Regions from separate parts of the Triticum aestivum genome. Here region 2 is linked to region 1. A link is a contact called in public Hi-C data. All regions are on one chromosome and are shown on one strand. Each heading gives the region's core, a stretch centred on a gene start, on an enhancer-like site or on the middle of the called end of the contact. The rest is flanking DNA. Distances are from core to core; before and after follow the strand shown.

Region 1 (4,243 bases), core at 78-2,577:
TGCAAGAGAACAATGCAAAAAAAAAAACTTGAGTGCTTCATTTTAGACCAAACAACTATATAAGATACTCCCTCTGTCTCAAAATGTAAGACGAGAGCATTTGTTGTGCTTGGCACTTGAGCAGTGAATATTTTCTTAAACAGTTCCTATACAACATTTATAATCAAGAGCGGTGCTGCATTCACAATTTTCTACATCATGCAAAGATAGAAAAACAGGAGCACTCCATTTATGAGAATGGTAATTACTACAACGGCTGAATCACAGGGAGTATATGTTATTAATAGAAGAATAGTAGCATGCCAACTTTCCATTTATGAGCGACAATTACTACAACAGCAGCATACTACTATATACCCAATATGTACAGAATAGGAAACTCTATACTCACTGAAAGAGCTCAATAGATAGAGCAAGAAAAATTATCAACCTTTCTCTTCCATCTCCATGTTTTTGATTTTCCGGCGGTTAAGGATCTTGACGGCCACCTTGTGACCAGTTTTTATATGCTCGGCAATCTTGACCTTCCCGAACGAACCAATCCCCAGGGTCTTCCCAATACGGTAATTCTTCAAAGGGTTGCCATCTTTGCCGCCTGTCTCCATCTTCCACCTTAATCGTAATCACACCAAAGTACACTTCAGGAAACGAAGACCGGGAAATCACTACTAGTACGAAATTTCACATGGAAACGACGGGCGGGCATGAATAAAGCGCGCTGGCTGTTCCAATTAAGCAGGACAGATCCAGCTGGTCCGTGTGCTGAATTGCAACTCCAAGCCTACGACGGCCGGGGATAAAAGGCAGGCAGAAATGCTTAATTCTGAAAGAAGAAGGACCATTTGCCCCCAGAGCAGAGCTCCAGCTCTTCCTGCCCAATTCAACCTGAGACCCACAGCATCGCCGGAAAACCAGCAAGCCATGCTAAGCTCGGGAGCTCACGGATCTGCAGGCTAGGTGGCGAGCGAATCCCGCTCACTCCTGGAGCGATGAAACGAAAACTCACGGTCCGCCCAAAAACCCAAGCGCCTCGCGGAATTCTCGGGCGGGAAGGGGCGCGCGAGGGGGAGAGAGGGGGAGGCGGCGAGGCGGGATCCCCTACCTGGCCGCCGGCGAGGCTTCCCGGGGAGAGGCGTAGCGGCAGCGGCGGCGCGGAGATGCGGAGGGCGGACGGAGAGAGAGAGGAGGGGGGTGGAGAGACTGGAGAGCGATGCGTCGCTCACGGGACCGGGGGAAAGGGAGGGGGGAGGGGGAGGAGAGATTCGATTCCCGCAACACCGAGGGCCCCACGGCGACGGCGACTGCGGGTGGGACCGCGCGCGCCCGTGGCGCGCGCGGGTTCGTGCGGCTCGATGGTGCGGTGGGGGGCCAATCAGACAACGGGCAGAGGACGTGGGACGGGGAGGATTCCATCGCGATCTGTCGTTTTCCGCCGGGTGGATGCGACGGGAACGCGACGCGACGCGACGGGACGGTTCGTTCCCGGTGCGTTGGTGCTTGGTGAGCGCCACGGGTTCAACAGTGTCGGTACTCGCTTCAGCTGCGATTAACGTCCGGGGTTTTTTAGCAAGAGAATATCTGACACCGTAGAGACCAAATTAGAGCACCTACAGCTGCCGAATCCGACCCCTCAAATGCCCATGAACGCGTCCGGTCACGTCTCAAATGTTGCGTTGCACATCCACATACCGCAAATTCTGACCCTTAAATTCATACAATCCATGCACATCGATCATACGATACAAACTGTCCGAAGGTCAAAATTCGAAACAAAGCAAAGCAAAGCAAATCATAATAGTTCAGCAAACCGGACATGGCAAAATAAAATCAATGTCCGAGCGTGACGGATGGCCTCGGATCACTGGCTCGGCGCCTGCTTCGAGCGGAATGCGTCCTGCTCCGCCTGCATCCAGGCCGCCTCCTCCAACTGCATCCGAGCCACAGCTGCCCTCGCCGCCTCGCACTTCCTACGATCGTTGATCTCCATCTTCTTGTCCGCAAGCCACTTCTTCAAATGCTTACCATAGAGGGTCTCGTCCGCCAACATGATCCTCGCATCTTCCACGTCCCGTGCGAGTTGCAACCTCTCCTCCTCAAGCTTTATGTCGCCAAATGTCTTGGCCTTCTCAAGCTACCATTTGATCTCCGCTTGTTGCTTCTCCAACTCAATCTTCTCCCTCTCAATTTCGAGCATCTTCTTCGTCCTATTCCGGTCCCACTCCATCATTTCCTTTTGCGCATCCAACATGAGCTTGTACCACTCCTCCTTGCTCTCCCTCACCGAAAAATGCCCGTCCATGTTGACCGGCGAGGGTCCGGGCACGGAAATGGTTGGAGGGCGGCGGGAGGAGGAGGAAGGGTTTGGTGGATTTGGTGCAATTTAGAGTGGGGTCGGGCTGTCGGGTCCGACATGGCGGGCGTGCCCGGGCGCCCCCATATCCACCCCTTATTTGGCTGGATATGGAGGTGCCGGTCAGCCCGGGCGTTTGAGGGCCGTTTGAAAGGCCCGTCCGGATCAAAAAATCGTGACCGGGCGGCCTGGCCGGGCGTTTGAGACGGGTTTGAGGGGTCCGGTTGTAGATGCTCTTACTAGTACAACGAAAATTTGTGGTTGGATGGTCCGCGCATCTTCAACGGCAACCCGCAATTTTCCTCTCGCATCCTTCTGCGGACACTGATGCGAGAGACTGCCATCCAACCGTAGTATGTATATGTCCGCCAGCAAATTCAAGTTCAAATCTACATTGATCCACACAATGCGCCGGATCACACCCGCGTTGGATCGCATCCCAGATCAAAACCAAAAGGAGGCAAATATGTTTAGTTTTTACATGCCCGAATCCAAAGAACATCAGTCCGGCAGTCCGTGCATTTCTGCCCTGCCGGATCGGCCATCACAACAATTTGCTCCCCGATCAAGGAGGTACCGCCGCCGCGTAGGCAGCCTCCGCGTCCGCCACCAACTCATTTTTCTGCCGCTCCAACATTTCATAGTGGACGGATTGCACGATAATTCTAGCATTGGCATCCAAAGAGTCGATATTCCATGTCAACATCTTTGTGTCCTCCGCATTAGCGGCAATCTTCACCCTCTTCTCCTCGAGTGCGGCCTTCCTCTCTTGGATCATGGTCCTCCTCTCTTTGAGCTTGATCTTCTTCTTCGTCGCCAACCTCCTCGTCCGCCACGCTCACCACGCCCATCGCCACCACCAAGCCCACCGGCGGCCAGACGCTCTTCAGCTTCTCCTTTGCGGCCTTCTCTTTGATGTGGCGATTTTGCCGCTGAAAGTGCAACTAATCCCTGGGTGGTTTTGATGATTCATAACAACATATATCTCATTGAACTAATATCCATTTAAGATAAATATTTCAGGATGTTCAATGATTGGCATGGAATGGACTAGAGATGTGGATCCCTCAAAATGCTAAGGACAAAGATTGGCAAAAGCTCAAGACTCTTCATCTTTATTTTAGTGATCCAAGATCACATTGATTCCGTAGGAAAGACAATACTATTAAAAGGGGATGATGTGTTGCTTAATGGTCTACTTGCTCAAGTGCTTAGTGATATTCCTCGAAAACCCTTAGCCACTTTCTCCATCCAAATATATTAGACAAATTCCAAACTCGGCTCCACCGATTCTTTCTACCCGAAGCCACCGAGTTCATATGACATAGCCACTGCCAGAAACCCTAACTATTCGGTCACACTGATACGGATCTCGGTCCCATCGAGATGGCCTTGCCAGCGTTCTTTGATCTATTGCATTCGCTTCGGTCCCACCAAGTTTATGCAATCGGTCTCACTGAGTTGGCTTGACAGATTATCTGTTGCTTATTGCCTCACTTCGGTCCCACCGAGTTGATGCAATTGGCGCCACCGAGATGGTGTTTGCCCTAAGTCCTAGCACATCGGTCCGACCGAGTTGTTCCAGTCGGTCCCATCGAGATTCCTGATGGAAATATGTCCTAAAGGCAATAATAAAATGGTTATTTATATTTCCTTAATCATGATAAAGGTTTATTATTCATGCTAGAATTGTGTTGACCGGAAACTTAAATACATGTGTGGATACATAAACAAATACTGTGTCCCTAGTGAGCCTCTACTAGACTAGCTCGTTGATCAAAGATGGTTAAGGTTTCCTAACCATAGACATGAGTTGGCATTTGATAACGAGATCACATCATTAGGAGAATGATGTGATGGACAAAACCCATCTGTTAGCTTAGCATATGATCG
Region 2 (4,223 bases), core at 1,637-4,136, 520 kb after region 1:
ACATTGGGGGCAAAGTAGCCATCCATCAACGTCAAACGGACGCGTGTTTGGTTGCGGTTGAGCATGCGATGACCCTTGATCGAACCGTTGAAGTTGAGAATATGCTCCTCCGCATGTTCCGCGTCTGCAAGGACTGCTTGCATCACTACCGTCTCATCCGTGTAGTTCTCTTTGTCGGACGAGCCATTGGTGGACTCAACATAGTACTCATATCCAAATCCATTGCTTCAAAGAAGAAGAGACGTTGGCCCCTGCTCGCCCTACCAACGAGGGGCGTGCGCCGTGTGCCAATATTTTGGCGGAGGAATCGGCTGCCCACGCCTATCCAATAAGGCTGGTCACAGTGGGGAGGAACTTAAGAGTAACATCACACATTTCAATACAACTTTTCTTATGTGGCACGTATTTAGTGAAGAGAGATGTGCTTGTGGTAACTAGCTAAGTTACCGGAACATCACACACTCCAAGAAACAATGAGTCTATAACCTAATAAATACATCGTTGCATGGCACTACATAGATGTTCCTACCCACTATGGTGGTAGTAACATAGTCTAGGAAAGTGTGAAGTTACTAGCTTATGTTCTTGCCCATTGTGACCAGCCTAAGTTGGTCACGAATTGAATGCTAAAGCTTATTGGTGTTGGGGCGAGCCAAATAATTGGAGCCCATCCAAATGGTTGCCAGCCCTTTGGTCAACGCCAAAGTTTTGGTCGGGCACAACACCAATCCAAACATCCTCTTAGCATGGGCATTTTGTCGAAAAGTTGCCAGGCAAGGTGAGTATCGTAGGAGCTGGCGGTACCTGCACGACGGTCGAAGGAGATGTGAGTATCGTAGGAGCTGGCGGTACCTGCGCGACGGTCGAAGGAGATGTGTGGAACGCTGACAGAGAAGCGGCTTGGAGTTAGAGTGTACCGTTAAAGGTGACAGACTCGTCGAGTTCTGCCAGGGGTGTGGCGGGACGGCCGGGATGGTGAGCGGTGGCGAGGACAAGAGAGAAAAAACGAAGAAGAACATGGAGGCGCACGGTTCCAGGTCTACGTGTCTGCTATTCGGACTCCCGCAAAGCCCCAGTTTATCTCGGTTTTTCGTGAAAAAGCATGTCTGAACTGCTCGGCGGATCCAATATAGGCCCTCGATAGATTGCGCAGCACGTCGGAGGGGGCGCTTTGGAAATGAACTTACGGCGACTGATAAACCGCCGTGCTCGAGCCTGAGAGTCAACAGCTTTCTACAACTCTGCTACAAGCCTCGCCGTAGACAAATTAGCATTACAAAACTTTTACAACACACAAGTACGTACATGGGCAGTAACCAACACACGAATCCTGTCAACACTACGCATACCCATTCGGAGGAAAAAAGATGCAGGAGATCACTACCACGCACACTGGGCCGAGCAGGCGAAACCGGAAACTGTCCGTGGAGCCTCTCGCCATCACTCCCCTGGCAGCACTGCTCACCGAGTCACGCGCCAAGGAACCATCACCGCCGCCGCCGCCATGGCAGGCAGCAACGCCGACGCCGACGTCCCGCACGACGTCCAGGCACAGCCCCGAGTTGCCGCTGAGGTCGAGGTTGCGGCCGAGCCGCCGCAGGAACGCGCCGTCGAACGGCACGGCCCCGCCCAGCCCGTTGTTGCTCAGGTTCAGGTGGTATATCCTGTGCAGCCTGCTCAGCCCCGCGGGAATCTCGCCCGTGAGGTTGTTGTCTTCGAGCGAAAGCGTCGTCAGGCTCGCCAGCTGTCCAAACGCCGCCGGTATCGGCCCCGAGTAGCCGGAGCCGGCTAGCCGGAGTTCTTGAAGACGGGCGAGGCTGCCGAGCTCGGACGGCAGCGGGACGCCCATCGGGTTGTTGTCCATGATCAGGTACTGGAGATTCCGGAGAGCGGAGAGGCCAGGAGGGAAGTACCCATTGAGGCCGTTGTTGCTTAGCGCCAGGAAGGTGAGGGAGGTGAGGTTGGCGACGGTGTCCGGAATGCCGCCGGTGAGGTTGTTGGAGCTCAGGTCCAGCTTCTGCAGCTGGCGCAGGTCGCCGATCCGGCCAGGGATGGGGCCGGACAGCGCGTTGTAGCTGAGGTCGAGGCCGACCAAGCCCTTGAGCTCGCTGATCCGGGTCGGCACCGGCCCGGAGAGGGAGTTGTAGCTGAGGTCGAGGTGCACGAGCGACCTGAGCTCGCCGATGCCCCGCGGGATCTCGCCACGGACGAGGCCGTTCTGGGAGATGGTGAGCACCTGGAGGGACCTGAGCCTGACGAGCTGCGGCGGCATGACGCCGGACAGCGAGGGGTTGGCCCGGATGCTGAGCTGCTGCAGGGTGGAGGACGAGAGGTTGGCGGAAGGGAGGACGAGGGCGGTGACGGCGGCCGGGTTGTTGAAGCAGTTGACGAAGAAGAGGGACTGGAGGCGGGGCAGGGTGAGCACCTGGGGCGGGAAGGCGGCCGCGTCCTTGCACGACGGGTTGGGCTCCACGCCGAAGTCCAGCCGCGTGACGTGCAGCGGCGCCGCGGTGCCCGGCGCCGGCTTGCACTCGAGCCCCGGCCAGGGCGCGCCGCAGGGGTCGGGGCTCTCGGAGCGCCAGTCCCGGTCGGAGGACACGGCGTCCATGACGAGGAACAGCGTCTCCCTCTCCGCCGCGTCCATGGCCGCGGCCGCCGAGAGCAGGCACAGGAAGACCGCGATGGAGGCCGGCATCGTGGCGTCCGTTTTGCTCCGAGGCTATGCGTTTGACGAGCGTGGTTTTCCCGGGGTTTAAGAGCAGCAGGGGTCGGCCGCGTGGGCGACGCAGATGGGGCCAGTGCGCGGTGCGGTGATTGACGTGACGTGACCGGCCATGGGCAGAGAGAGCATCGTGCAGAGAGGTTTGCGTTCGGGACGCCGGGAAGAACCTCGGCCTCGCACGATTTAGCGGTACGAGCAGCGCACAGGAGGCTGCTGTCCGCACAGTGGGAGGCACCAAAGCGCAGTGCACGCAGTGTGGCACGTCATGTTTTCCACAAGGAACCGCGCATATGGTCCTCGCTACCGAAGGACGGGGGCTAGCAGTACTACTACTGTTACACATAAGATAGGCTGACTGGTCAGGCACTAGTTAAGTCGCCGGGTAAAACTGGGTTATCAGGCCAAGTACAAGAGAGAGGGGCCTCAGCGCTGCGAGTTTTGGACGAGTAATACCTGCATGGCATGCCTGCGTGTTGGTGTTCATCCATCAGAAAGGCGTGGTGCTGCTGACACAGCTAGCAGAGAAGGGTACTTAATTTAAGTGTAAGTGACAGAAAGGAAACATGTTTTGTTCGGTCGGCAGAAGTTCATAAGCCATCTCCGCAAATAGCAAACATAGCATTAACAAAAATAATACTCCCTTCATCCAGAATTACTTGTCATCAAAATGGATGAATATGGATGTATCTAGACTAAAAAACATCTAGATACATCCATTTCAATGACAAGTATTTTCGGACGGAGGGAGTACTAGCAGCATCGAAACAAAAGGAACTCAGATAGTCAGATGTAAATATCAAAATCAAAATGCAGTACACCCTTTCTTTCTAAATGTAACACGTTTTGACGCTTCAGCTTAAACTCAGAGGTAGTAGCACTCAAACATTTCAGAAGGCATTAAAGAAGCTCATACTGAGAGTGGCATTTTAGTTAGCTCTCGGCCTCTATGGATGCCGATTTTTTGAAAAATTCAAAATTTCGGTTTCAAAAAAAATTCTGAATTTGCTTGTACAAGTAAACAATGATGTGAGGCGTACATGTGTAAAATTTCGGAATGAAATACGTTAAAATGCGACCTGTACGAAAAAGACAAATCCATGTCTAAAAGGATAAATAGCATCATGCGTTAAAAAGCCCCAGATTTGTCTTTTTCGCACAACCCTTGTTTCAACGTACTCCCTCCGTCCCAAAATTCTTGTCTTAGATTCGTCTAGATACGGATGTATCTAATACTAAAACGTGACTTGATACATCCGTATTTAGATAAATTTAAGACAAGAATTTTGGGACGGAGGGAGTATTTTGTTCTGAAAATTTACACACTTATGCACTATGCCTTCATCTATCTATGTATTTTTTCCAGTTCTATTCTGGATTGTAAAAATATGAATTTTCAAGAATTTTAAATTTTGCATTTGGAGTCCTCCATGAGCTCGGACTCCAAAAGCAATTTCTGCTCAATACTCGTGTTTCCAATCGATAGCAACAAACCTAATAAGCA

What was found. Hi-C and Micro-C count contacts between places; a contact is called where the count stands out from the background.
Region 2: a Hi-C map of leaf shows a contact between it and region 1, with 3 times the contacts expected there. The contact joins the promoter of LOC123062001 here to the promoter of LOC123062000 in region 1. A contact is called at or near these places in 3 of 5 Hi-C or Micro-C datasets (all in leaf).

What each region holds. Positions count from the first base shown.
Region 1 is chr3A:522,398,503-522,402,745 of IWGSC CS RefSeq v2.1, forward strand. LOC123062000 (serine/threonine protein kinase OSK1) reads right to left here and starts at 1,328. Exons shown (of 11, transcript XM_044485295.1): 1 at 1,103-1,328; 2 at 431-612. The coding sequence starts at 605.
Region 2 is chr3A:522,916,831-522,921,053 of IWGSC CS RefSeq v2.1, forward strand. It overlaps LOC123062001 (receptor like protein 29), which reads right to left and starts at 2,887. Exons shown (of 2, transcript XM_044485297.1): 1 at 2,426-2,887; 2 at 1,217-2,311. The coding sequence starts at 2,695. The coding sequence ends at 1,340.